2 separate regions of the Sus scrofa genome follow, and region 1 is linked to region 2. Evidence: chromatin contacts called from public HiChIP or PLAC-seq data. All regions are on one chromosome and are shown on one strand. Each heading gives the region's core, a stretch centred on a gene start, on an enhancer-like site or on the middle of the called end of the contact. The rest is flanking DNA. Distances are from core to core; before and after follow the strand shown. Region 1 holds the start of INPP4B (type II inositol 3,4-bisphosphate 4-phosphatase). Region 2 has its middle 23 kb from the start of SMARCA5.

What was found. HiChIP or PLAC-seq counts read pairs in DNA pulled down with a chosen protein or histone mark.
Region 1: an H3K27ac HiChIP or PLAC-seq map of skeletal muscle shows a contact between it and region 2, with 11 times the contacts expected there. The contact joins the promoter of INPP4B here to the enhancer-like site in region 2. A contact is called at or near these places in 9 of 47 Hi-C or Micro-C datasets (embryonic fibroblasts, epiblast stem cells, fetal skeletal muscle and 6 more) and 1 of 2 datasets of contacts at active chromatin or transcription factors (skeletal muscle).

What each region holds. Positions count from the first base shown.
Region 1 is chr8:84,808,132-84,814,737 of Sscrofa11.1, forward strand. It overlaps INPP4B (type II inositol 3,4-bisphosphate 4-phosphatase), which reads left to right and starts at 3,951. Exons shown (of 30, transcript XM_021100673.1): 1 at 3,951-4,193.
Region 2 is chr8:84,244,268-84,250,637 of Sscrofa11.1, forward strand. No RefSeq gene overlaps it. Among named protein-coding and RNA genes, the nearest start is that of SMARCA5, 23 kb to the left of the region's middle. Within about 2 kb of position 3,929, at least 4 of the 83 cell types and tissues checked have an H3K27ac peak or open chromatin away from gene starts, as enhancers often do. A contact at or near this core is called in skeletal muscle, where this site is marked.

The DNA of each region.
Region 1 (6,606 bases), core at 2,701-5,200, 560 kb after region 2:
GTATAACAGTCTGTGTACACACATATATATATATGTGTGTGTGTATATAACAGTCTATGCAGCAACTACTACAACATTGTATATCAAACTTCAATAAAAATAAAAAATGTAAGATTTATATACATTTTAGAAATAACTATGGTGTAAGTGAGAGAGCAGAATGTCTATCTTTGATAAATGTAAATGGTATCACACTCATTCCTTTCATTAAAAATTTTACTAATTTGCCATAAACAAAGCTAAGGTAAACTGTCTGTGAAATACTTGATTCTGTCCTCATGCTCATCTAGTCTCATGTCGAGATCATCAGATCATCCTCTTACTTTTACAGCATCTGAGGGCACCACCATCACTAAGACAGTATCTAGACAGGAGAGCTGGAGGGAGAGAAGGGGGGACAAAAGGGACAGGCAGTCTATGCAGGCCCTGTGAGGATGAGGCTCACACCTGAGGGACCCATTACCCTCACTCATGATTTAAACACGCACACTCATTCACACACAGAGTTGTCATGGCATTTTTCCTACCTGCCTCCTTCTGCCTTTTGTGCCATTATTCATCAAACAAGGATTCAGAGATGATAGTGGTTACGGAGCACCTACTCCTTCCCACATTCTGGGAATTTTTTCCTTCCCTTCCTGCCTCTGCCCACCATTATTATCCACCTGATGGCTATAGCAGCTGCTTTGGGACTGCAACTTGACCTTGATCTCTCAGCCATGGTTGTTTGGACTGGAGTTTGGCAGCCAATCGTGATACTTCCTTGAGAATTTGGAAATGGCCCATAGGTTATGAAGTTCAAGAGCAGTGAGTAACCATGTAACTTAGTGGACACTAGAGAAGCAGAGAAGGTCAGTGTATGGGGGCAGAGAGAAGGAAGGAGAGAGAAAAAGGGTGGAGCAGATAGGGGAGTGGGTGAAAAGGGGGAGATAACGTCCTTAACGCATGTCCTTATTTCCAAGTTGTCACTGATACCCAGTTGCATTCCTGTCTTTGGGTTCCTTGGATAGCCAGGCATCTTTACACTAGTTCCCCCCTTTTCCCTAAGTTGGGTCAAACTTCTAATAACATCTCCCATGAATTATAGCCACACACTTACCCACCCACACACAAGATGATCTTAATGTATGAATGTCAAACTTAAGCCTTCCAATGATAAGTTTTTAAAAATTGGGATGAAAACTGACTTGATCTACAAAGTTATCATTAATATAAGTAAAAAAGTATGGTTAAAAAAATCCCTATGCCATACTTGGCGCCATGCTTTAGATGAGACTTTTCACAGAAAAGCCTCACAAAAGTGGACACTCTTCCTTGTGCCACACCGACCTCACCTGAAAAAAACTCTCCAGGAAAAATGAATCTATACAATGAAAAAGTATGAGCTACTTCACTGAAAAAGGAGGGTGTGATGCCAGCCCTGCAGATTCTGGCTTGATTTTTTTGCTTTAGACAGCAAGGTAACTACTGAGAGTCACCTCTGACCTCCGGCCCTATAAAGATATATCAAAAGGAAATGAAAAATATTTTGTCCTTCATCAGAAGATGGAGTTATGTTTGGGGGGCACGAGTGGCTTAAAGTTCAAGGTTTGTAAAAGTGGCTGCTGAATGAGTTTAATAAGCCATAGAAACATCTGAATCCACTAGGCTTATTTGAGGAAAACACCACCAAATAACTAAAAAAAGGTAAATATCAGGCTGTGGATGGATTTTTAAAATGTCATGTGGTACATGCATCTGATTCATTCTCTCTTTCTCTCTCTGCTCCCTCCCTGCGCCCGCTCCAGAATTTAAACTTCCTAGATGATATGCATAGGTATGTCAGCCTTTCCCCAGCAGTCCTGTAGATGGTCTGGAAAAGGTCTTGGTCAGCATGATCTATGTCTGGCTTTGAATTACAAGAGGGTTTTCTGGGTATCTCACTTTAACTGTTCATTTTCTCAAAGCCAGTTGCTGCATCTATTTTACAACTCTGTCTTTTGGAAGGAACATTTTAGTACTTCTGGAACTTTGGCAGTCTTCAAACACACACACACACACCCAGAGCTCCCTTTAAAGTTAGAGGACAGATATGTTAAATGTCTTTTGAACTGAGTGGCAAAGCTCTGGCACCCTGATGTTCTGATATTCTTTCACCCTTTCTGTATTTTAAGAAAAGGCTGAAACTCTTGTCCAATGAAAAAGCTGTCTCGTTCTGCCAGCAGATCTCTACAAATAGGATTTATCCATTGCTTCAAGCCGCAAGTATGACACAGGTGTTTTTTTTTTTCCCCCAAGTGGGTGTGTTGAGAACCACCTCATGCAGGAGAAATTTAATTGTGTAATGGGCCCCTCCGGTGTGAGCCACAGCCTCACAGGGCCTGTGTAGACTGCCTGTCCCTTTTGTCCCCCCTTCTCTCCCTCCAGCTCTCCTGTGATGGTGGCTGAATGTACCAGAAAAAGCTTGAAGAACAGGGAAGGGCCGCAGGGGAGAATGGGCCAGGCCCAGTTTCTGGCCCATAGTGTTTTTTAATTCCTTTTGTAAACATTTATTGACGCTAGGACGTTAGGCATTGTTCCAAGTTCTGAGGAAGAGCAATAGGAAAAAACAAACAAACAAACAAACATCAAAGTCTCTGCTCTCATTGATAAAGCTTCTAACCTGCTGGCTGGCAGTGAAATGCTTGCGGAGAGAATGGATGCCTAGAGTAGGAAGTGACAGCAGGGGTGACAGGTGGGGACAGCTACAGCTTCCCACTTGGTGTAACATTAAGCCCTGACTTAACCCAAATCGATGTTACCATCCTAACTTTGGGATTCCAGTCTCTCTGCGTGGCAAATGTAACCTGAGCATACTGGTATTCTCACTCCGCCTTATTATCTTTTAAAAGTGCCCTTACCGAGGGTGCTTGCCTGGACTGGGGCTGGCATTCCCAGCTTTACCATTACCTTTGAGCAGCTCAGTCAATACCTCTCCACGAGAACCGCCAGGTGGCACCTGTAAGGCGCAGATGGGGAGAGGCATTTGCCCCACACCCCGCAACCCGGAATAGCCAGGCAGCTTGCCTTCGCCCGTGGGCTTGTTTGCGAGGAAGTGAGGGAGTTTTAGCCTCGGTTCAGACTGCGCGATTACGTACCCTGTTTTCCTGACACCCAAACAGACAGAGCGTAGATTTGTCTCCACGCGCCGGGGCTGCCAAAGGCGTGACACACGCCTGTGGGGAACAGCTCGGCCTCAGTCCCCGAGCAGAGACGTGGGGACTGCGGCGGGTGGTCGGTGGGCTGCGCTGAGCTGGAAGCCTCGCCATTGCCCAGGTCTCCTCCGCCCTAAGTCCGGGCCCAGGCAGAGGAGTAGTAAGAGAGACAGGTCCCAGAGTGGTGGCAGGCAGAAGTCCGGGGAACGGGGCGGGGACGGGGGGAACGTCGCTTCCCTACCCTCCCGGACTGAGCCCGGTTCTGGGGCGCCCCCTTTCGCCGTTTAAAAACCCCTGTGGTTTCCGTGGCCCCGGCCGCGGCGTGGCGGCCTCGGGTCACCTCTCACCACCGCTCCGCAGCGGTGCTCCTGGCAGCACAGGCTAGGGACCGTCCCCGCTGGCAGAGGGGCCCAGCAGAGGGTCGGGGTGCGGGGTGGCGGTACACAGAGTGAGCCTGTTGGGGTCATTTCAGGTTGGGCGGCGGGGACATCAACTCCACTCCATCGGTAGTGGGAGGCGAGCTGCGCCAGCTGCGCGACTCTTGCTGCCGTCGCTGCCTCTGTTCGGGCGCCGGTGACATTGGGAGGAGACCGCTGGGAACCAGCAGAAGAGGAAGAGGAGCAGGGAGGGGTGGGATTGGAGGGGCGGGGGGGGTGCGGGGGGAGAAAGTAGCGATTGTGCCAGGGGAGCATGTGAGCAGGGGAGAGGCGGCCGCGCCGGCGACAACTTCTCCGGGGCGCGCGCGGCGGGGCGGGGAGCGAGCGGGGAGCGCGGCGGGAACCCGGAGCCCGAGGGAGGCGCGGGCGCCTCGGGGAGCAGCCGCTCGCGCCCTGCGCCCTGCGCCGCCGCGCCGCCGGCTCGCTTCCTCCGGGTTCCCAGCCCGGGTGCTGAGGCTCCGGTCTATAAATAGCAGGTTACAGCTCTCGCTAGGCGCGCACACGCTCACCCGCGAACGCCGGAAAGTCAGGCTAAAAGTGTCTGCTGCTGCTGCTGCCGCCCCCCACTCCGCCTCCAGGAGAGGTAATTACCCGCCGGGGCTCCCAGGGCCGGGTGGGGGGTTTGGCCAGGGTGGTCTGGGAGGCGGTGGGGAATGTGTCAGGCGTTGGAGCGGGTCTGAGAGCGGGGTGGGGGGGGTCACGTCCTGGCGGGGGGTGGTGAGGGAGTCTTGTTTGGCATTAAGTTTCTCAGCCTGGCAGCCCCGATAGCCCCATACGGCCCTCGCGCCTAAGGGGTGTGGTGCGCTGCCTCTCCTCGGCAGCAGGAGTACCCCTGACCCCCGCGGACACTCTGGCCCGGCGCCGCTCGGTCGGGCCCACGCGCGGGTTCACGTTCATCCTCACCCCTTCACACTCACTCTCAGGGCCCCGGGTTAACTCCGAGCTCTGGCCTCGCTGACCTTCCAAGGCTGCGCCCACCCTCGCGGTCCCTTTGGAGGGGCTGCGGTGGCCAGAGGGAGGGGGGGCTCGCTCTCATCCCTATCCCGGCCACAAAGCTGCCAACGCCGCCCGCCCCGGGAGAAGTCGCCTTCAGGGCGAAGGGTGGGGGTGGGGTGGGGGTGGGAGTGAGGGTGCTTGATACTGGGGTCTCAGTTGCCCCGTTTTGGGCTTTTCCTAAAGAGTCCCTGTCATGACCACCCTCGTTCCACTCCCAGCAACTCAGCCCGCTACGTGTCTCTTCTTGGCAACCAGACATCACTTGTCCTCCCACAGAGAGGTCCTTCTAAAGGGTCAGAAAGCCAGGGCCATGACTTGAAAGCGCGGTGGTGGTGCTGCTGGTGGTACTGTGTGTTGTGGGGGGAGCATCGTTGTTTGAAGTCTGAAAACTGCGCTGCAGGGTCCGCGAGCTCTCAGGGCACCTCTGGCACGGAGCACCCAGGCCAGGGATGTTCGGAGCTAGGGGTCGTTCCTGAAGGGACTTTCAGGCTTGTCGCTGGGACTAAGACCAGGATGCTGGAGCTCCAGGTACCTGTTTTTGCCCCTCCCTTTGCCTCTGAAATCTCCTCCCTGTTGGGGGGTGGTTTCTGTCCCTAGAAGATGGAGAGGCACCAGCAGTTTCTATTTGGGGACTAGAGGTTTATAAGGGTGAGGATGTGCATGTTGATGAGGTTGTTGCTGCTGCTGCTGCTCCTGCTCCTGCACAAAACTTACCGGAAAAACCGGGGAGGGTTTTCTCTTACTCTTGTTTTAATGATGAAGATTCACTTTCCCTTTCCTCTCCCCCCCCCCCCATCTCCAGAACTAGGTTTCCTCCCTTTCTGAAATGTGTTATTTGAGGTCATTACATTTTGTGACTCCAGGTGTTATATTTTTGCCCATCTCTTTCCTCTAGTATGACAGAACTTGTTTGTCAAGGTGTGGCTCTGTATAAGTGAAAGCCTGGAAGACAGAGTAGATTTGTCTTCTTCCTGTCAAGGTGGGCACTAGATAGGTCGTTTATAGGTGTAGGACTGTATTTCAAAGACCTTGCTTGTAGTAGGAATTTTCTTAATGGGTTCTGGACCATCCATGGTAGTATTCTGACAGTGCTAAAGCAGCATATAAGGTGCAGAGAATCACCAACAGAGCAGCTGGCTAGTGCAAGAAGTTGGGTAAAAGGAGGCCTGGGTAAGTGGGCATTGTCACACTTAGTAGACAAAGAAATGCATTATCTTGTGTTCTTTTGCGATATATCCCAGTAAAACATTGATATGAAATCAGAGTAAATGATCAATGGCTTCGTAATAGGTACTTGGGCATTTTAAAAATAGAACCTCTTGGATTTGTAGTAAAGTCTTTTTTTTTTTTCCTTCGGTGTATTTCTTTAAAATGTGATGTAGCACATTGTCCTTGAAAGGTTATAAAGTGTGCCTGGGAAAGAGAGTCTAGATCTTCACTGTCACTAGGAAACATAGGTGCTGATTGAAATACTGCTCTTATTTTGGAAGAATAGGCTCTTTGATGAGGCAAATCAATATTTGTGATAAATTAATGACCAGTTAGGATGTACATAGTTATAATTGTGTTTTGCTTTTGATCCTTTGATAAAGTATAAGAAAAAACAGGTAGACCAAGTTAGTCCTGTTCCTGCAGCAAGTTTAGACCGTGTTCCTGCACATGGTCAAAGTTACAGGCAGAAAATACTTTTACATGTTGGGTTTCAGCTTCACTTTGGGGATGCACATTGACTGAACGACTTGATTACTCATAGCATAGACTTGTCAGTTAAATTTGATTATAAAAATCATGCTCTTATATTTGAGTTGTGTGAAGTGGAAAATCATTAAGCTGAAGGAAAAGCCAGATATTTGTTCTAAATTGTGCAAATTGAAAGTAATTCATTTCCTTTCTGAGACCTGGGAGTTTCTTCTAGTACAAGTAATATAAATCCCCGCATGGATAACCAAGGTAACAGTTACTACTTCGAGGCAAAACCCAAGAGGGCAATTCTCCTAAAG
Region 2 (6,370 bases), core at 2,679-5,178:
AATAAAAATATGTCATTCCAAAATTGTGGGTTCTTGGAGTTCCCATTGTGGCACAGTGGAAAGAAGTCCAACTAGTATCCATGAGGACACGTGTTCAATCGCTGGCCTCGTTCAGTGGTGAAAGATCTGGTGTTTCTGTGAGCTGTGGTGTAGGTCGCAGATGCAGCTTGGATCCCGAGTTGCTGTGGCTGTGGCCTAGGCTGGTGGCTACAGCTCCGATTCAACCCCAGCCTGGGAACTTCCATGTGCTGTGGGTGCAGCCCTAAAAACAAAACAAACAAAACAAAGCAAAACAAAATTGTGGGATCTATCTAATCCAAGTACTTATCTTTATAAAAATTATTTTTTTTTATTAAACAACAAGTTAAACTCAAACCAAAAGGAAGGATATTATGAAAGTAATAATAGAAATTAGGGATGGAGTTCCTGTTGTAGCTCGGCAGGTTAAGGACCCATGTTGTCTCTGTGAGGATACAGGTTGGATCCTTGACCTCACTCAGTGGGTTAAGGATCCGGTGTTGCTGCAAGCAGCAGTGTAGGTCACAGATGTGGCTTGGATCTGGTGTTGCTGTGGCTGTTGCTGTGGCATAGGCCTCAGCTGCAGCTCCAATTCATCCCCTAGCCTGGAAACTTCCATATGCCTCAGGTGCCCCCCAAAAAGAAAAAAAAAATTAATGAAAGAGAAGAGAGATGTACACTAAATATCAGCAATGTCAAGAGTTAGTTCTTTGAAAAGGTGAATAAAATGGATAAATTCCTGGTAAAGACAATTAAGAAAAGACAACGCACAATAAAATATCAGGAACCCAAAGAAGCATCTCTATAGAGCCACCTGGCATTTAAAATATGATAAAAGCACATTATGAACATTTTGCCAATGATTTGAACATTTTATTTGAAATGGACAAATTTCTAGAAAAATATGAAATCCAAAACTGACAAAAGGAGTAGTAGGAGTAAAAATTTTGAATAGTTTTATGTCTACATGAAGTACCCCTGCTTCTGTCAAAGTCTTTGTGGAATTCAATCTGTAGCCATTTCAAGGAGATCCCTCTTACAGTCAGTCCTTATTTTTCCTGTATCACAGGGTTTTTTTTCTTTCTCTGCTGGATCTTTGCCATGAGCATGTAAACATGGGCTCATGTCTAATACTCTAACCCGCCCCCCCCCAGAAAACCCCCAAACTAAAACACTTCCATATCTTTAGATACCACACCTTTTCTCAATTTTTTTTTTTTTTTTGTCTTTTTGTCTTTTTAGGGCCACACCCGTGGCATATGGAGGTTCCCAGGCTAGGAGTCGAATCGGAGCTGTTGCTGCTGGCCTGCACCAGAGCCACAGCAACACCAGATCCAAGCTGCGTCTGCAAACTACACCACAGCTCACAGCAAGGCTGGATCCTTGACCCACTGAGCAAGGCCAGGAATCCAACCCGCAACCCCACGGTTCCTAGTCGGCTTCGTTTCCCCTGAGCCAAGACGGGAACTCCTCCTCAATATTTTAAAAAAATCTTTTCATAGAAAAGCTTCTAGAAAAGTCTATTTCTACTTCTGCACCATCTGGACCACCCTAATCATACTCTGTCTCCAGCATTGTATTAAAGATTCTGTGTCAGTCAATGATTTTCAGGGGCTCAAATCAAATGGCTGCATCTAATAAGATTTCACACTTTGACCACTCCCTTTTTTTCCTGAAATACTCATTCATTAGACCACATGCTCCTGGTTTCCATCCTGCTTTATTACCTATTCTTCCTCAGTTTCCTTGGCTGACTCCTTATCCTCTGCTTGACCCCTATCTGTTGGACTCAGTTATGTGACCCGTCTCTTTCTTCTGACTGCAGTTTCCATGGGTGCCCTCATCCATTTCCAGGACTCTATATACGTCTATATTGTGAGGACTCTCAAATATATATCTTGATTCTTGCTCTCTCCCTGCAATTTTATCAGATCAAAGCTACACTTTGAAGGGCTCTCATGTACAAAATAATGACTAAACCCCCCGGGCTCACCAGGAAGTCTCATTTGCTGTAGCCACGATGGTATAAAGTGTTATACTGAAGTGATAAACTGACTGTTGTGTGCTCTAGTCCCTTGGGGATTATCTGTTTGCTTTTTTTTTTTTTTTTTATTCATGAGCGTCCTCATGGATACTAGTCGGGTTACTGCTGAGCCATGAGGGGAACTCCATGTTTGCATTTTTATTTTTTATTTTTTTGTCTTTTGTCTTTTAGGGCCGCACCCGTGCCATGTGGAGGTTCCCAGAATAGGGGTCGAATCACAGCTGTTGCTGCCGACCTACCCCACAGCCACAGCAACAGCACCAGATCCAAGCTGAGTCTGCAATCTACACCACAGCTCATGGCAATGCTGGATCCTTAACCCCCTGAGAGAGGCCAGGGATCAAACCTGAAACCTCATGGTTCCTTGTCTGATTCGTTTCCGCTGCGCCATGACGGGAACTCTCATGTTTGCACTTTTAAATGAAAATTTTATCTGGAATGCTCTGGCTGCCTCAAAATGAATATTAGACGTGTCTTGTGTCTTCCTCCATGTCAGCTAAACCCCAGGCTCTGGGGCAGGGCTCGGATGGCCACAGTCTTCCCAGGACAGCCTGAAATCTCTATAATTGCTCATATTCTCTGTGTTATACACAGAGGTCCTAATAGACCTGGAGAACCAGAAAAGCCAGGGTCATGTGGGTGAATCAAAGTAGAGGAAGAAAGACGGGGAAGAGCCTTCAAAGACAGCTCCTACACCTCAACAGCAAAAAACAACCCAATGGAAAAAGGGATCTGAATAGACATTTCCCCCAAGGAGACATACAGATGGCCAAAAGGCACAGGAAGAGATGCTCAACATCATTAATGATCAGAGAAATGCACTTTAAAACTACAAGGAGATATCACCTCATACCAGATTAAGAGGCAAAAACTACTATGTATAAAATACAGAGAATATAGGTAATATTTTATTGTAACTATAACGGAACACAATCTTTAAAAATTGTGAATCACTGTGTTGTACACTTACACTTATCTAATACTGTGCATCAATTATACCTCAATAAAAAAAGCCACCTGGGAGGCTGAGTGGAGCCCTAACTAGAGCCAAGGGGAGCCAGGGGATCCCCGGAAGAGATCCAGGTGAGAAAAGACCTAGGAGTAAACAAAGGCAGGGACGGAAGAGAAGAGAATGGTCTTTAAAAAGAGGAACATTTATTATATGAGTAAAGGTAAAAGGGTAAGAGCTATAAAAATGTATTCATGAGGATTCCTCACAATCAAATACATCACGAAATGTGTGGACAGTGATGAGCGTTGCAGTGACATCCTCTTCCTGGGTACATTCCCGGTCTCCTCCACCTTCCTGGCCATCAGTCTGACCTCTCCATAGCTGCCCAGCCCCCTCTCCAACTTCTCTCCATCTTCTCTCTGCTCCCTGTTCCTCCAGCTACAAAAAACAGGGTGCCAGAACAGATGTGAATTGCACATTCCTTAAAAGCGGCGCAAAACCATCTAAGATGTCACAGGAAATCCTCAAAAGCTGTTAATAGACTGTAAGCTTTATTCATAGTAACAAGGCTTATGTCAATGCTGCCAATTTTTCCTTTGGTGAATTGGTCTGATTCCACAAGATCTTGGGTGGAAGCGGTGGCGGATGGCTGAAGCAGATGGAGGAAAAGGTCACTGGAGGTGAAGAAACTGAGAGAAACCAGTGTTCTGTATGCACTGCTCAGGAGGATATGAAAGTCACCCAGAGCCTTGAAAGGGACAGAGAAGAGGAGAAGGCAGCGATTTACAGGTTGACGAGAGGGCAAGAGGGAGTGAGCACTGAATGACAAGGGGTAACCAGGAGTCACTAGGTCTTAGCAACAGGAACAGTGATGTCTTAAGCTAAAGTGCTAGGGATTTGGGCAGAGGAGGGAGGCTTGTTCGAAGCAGTGTTGGAGAGGAAGGGAACTCCCTTCCTGCTCCCAGGTCCTGGGGTAGGACAGGAAATAGTTCTACTTGAAAGAGTTGGGGAAGTGGTATCCTCAGGGGAGCCTACCTTCCATCAAGGAAAACTGAGTATCAAGGGAAGATAAAGTTTTTCAGAGAATCAGAGGGAAGGTTGCAAAGGGAAAGGGGTGCGAGACTGGGGTAGCTGATGGGATGATGCTTTTAGGGTTGAAGAACCGGAGATGACAGCAACAGGAATTCCAGGAAGGCTGAGGAGACTAGGGGTGTGAGGAGCTCTCAGGGGCAGGGGCTGACCCCATGGCCGGAGTGGTGTTGTGAGTGGCAAAGTGAAGTCCTGAGAGGACAATTCCTTCCTCCTGTTGCACGCCTTTGAATGATCATCTCAGCTGAGAAGATTTCCATTTTATAGCTGCAAAAGGAAGACCGCTGAACGTTTGTAACAGCTTTAGCTTTAACAGCCAAAGAGCAGAAAAAATTCACGTAACGAATGGATAATTAAATGTGAGGCATCCCTGAAATGGACTATCACTCAGCTATGAAAAGGCATCAAGTACTGATTCAGGCTACAACATGGATGACTCCTGTACACACCAAGCCAAGTGAAAGAAGAAAGTCGCAGGAGACCACACATTGTATTATATATATGCCGTTTATATTAAATGTCCAGGAAAGGGAAATCTACAGAGACAAGATAGATTGGCAGTTGTCAAGGGTTTCAGGTAGGGTTGGGGAAATGGGTAGTGTTTGCTAATAGGTACAAAGTTCCTCTTTGAATTGATGAAATTGTTCTAAAATAAACTGCGGTGATGATGGCACAACTTTGAATATACTAAAAACCATTGAATTGAACACCTTAAGTGGGTAGAAAATGGAATGTAAATTATATCTCAATAGAAAAGGAGGGCAATAATTCCTGTTCTAATTAAACAAAATATGGATGTGAGAATACTTTGGAGACAAAAAAGCACAAAATGCACATGAGATCACTAAGGCAAGTGTGGGGAAATCTTCACTGAGGACTTAAAGAAAAGGACTAATATTTGGGGCTGTCATAACTGAGTCACTGAAGGTATGGCGACAGAACATACGGCGTCAAGAAACTTACAATTGTACTTTTTGTGAAAGAATATACAAGTTGATTCCACTTTTCGTCAGGATTTACCTTGCAGATTCAGTTTTATGCACAAGGGGGCGATGTCCACCAAATAACAAACATGCATAGCTGCTGGAACTGCAAATACAAGCCCAGGGAGAAAGAACAACTGAAATTTATGAGATCGTTTGTAAACACAACTTTGAAAGTGGACATCTAGAAAAACAAATACTGTGAAAGAGATACTTATTGATGCATAATGCTTTATGCTTTTTTTTTTGTATTTTGAACTGCATTGGATTATTCAAAAATATATGAAAATACATCTTAAGGAAAATTATTTTGTGCTCTTATTTAGGTTAACATATAAATTTGTTTCTTTGCTTTTTTGGCTTCACCCGCGGCATGTGGAAGTTCCTGGGCCAGGGATCTAACCCATTCTGCAGTTGCAACCTGCGCCACAGCTGGGGCAACACTGGATCCTTAACCACTGTGCCACAAGAGAAACTTCCAATTAACATTTAAACTTGATAAAAAAGATGTGAAGAATATATGCAAATATATAGACATCATTAAATTTTTTTTTTTGGTCTTTTTTGTTGTTGTTGTTGTTGTTGTTGCTATTTCTTGGGCCGCTCCCGCGGCATATGGAGGTTCCCAGGCTAGGGGTTGAATCGGAGCTGCAGCCACCGGCCTACGCCAGAGCCACAGCAACGCGGGATCCGAGCCGCGTCTGCAACCTACACCACAGCTCACGGCAACGCGGGATCCTTAACCCACTGAGCAAGGGCAGGGACCGAACCTGCAACCTCATGGTTCCTAGTCGGATTCGTTAACCACTGCGCCACGACGGGAACTCCCATTAAAATTTTTTAAAAGATGATTGCCAATTCATCCTAATAGCTTTTAAAAAATATTCTAATGAACTCAAGGATTTTCCTATATATTTTCTATTCTTACCATTCTGTTTTCTTTCTCCTTCCTTCTTCCCTCCCTACTTTTCTCTCTTTATTTTTTTCTTTCCTTTTTTCTCTTTTTTCCATATGAAAGATCAATTACCTGTTCAATTGTTTTTCTTTTTCTTTTTTTTAAGGCTGCACCCGAGGCATATGGAGGTTCCTGGGCTAGGGGTTCAATCAGAGCTACAGCTGCCAGCCTACACCAGAGCCACAGCAACACAGGATCCGAGCTGCGTCTGCCACCTACACCACAGCTCACTGCAATTCCAGATCCTTAATCTACTGAGCAAGGACAGGGATCAAACCCGCAACCTCATGGTTCCTAGTTGGATTCGTTAACCACTGTGCCACAACGGG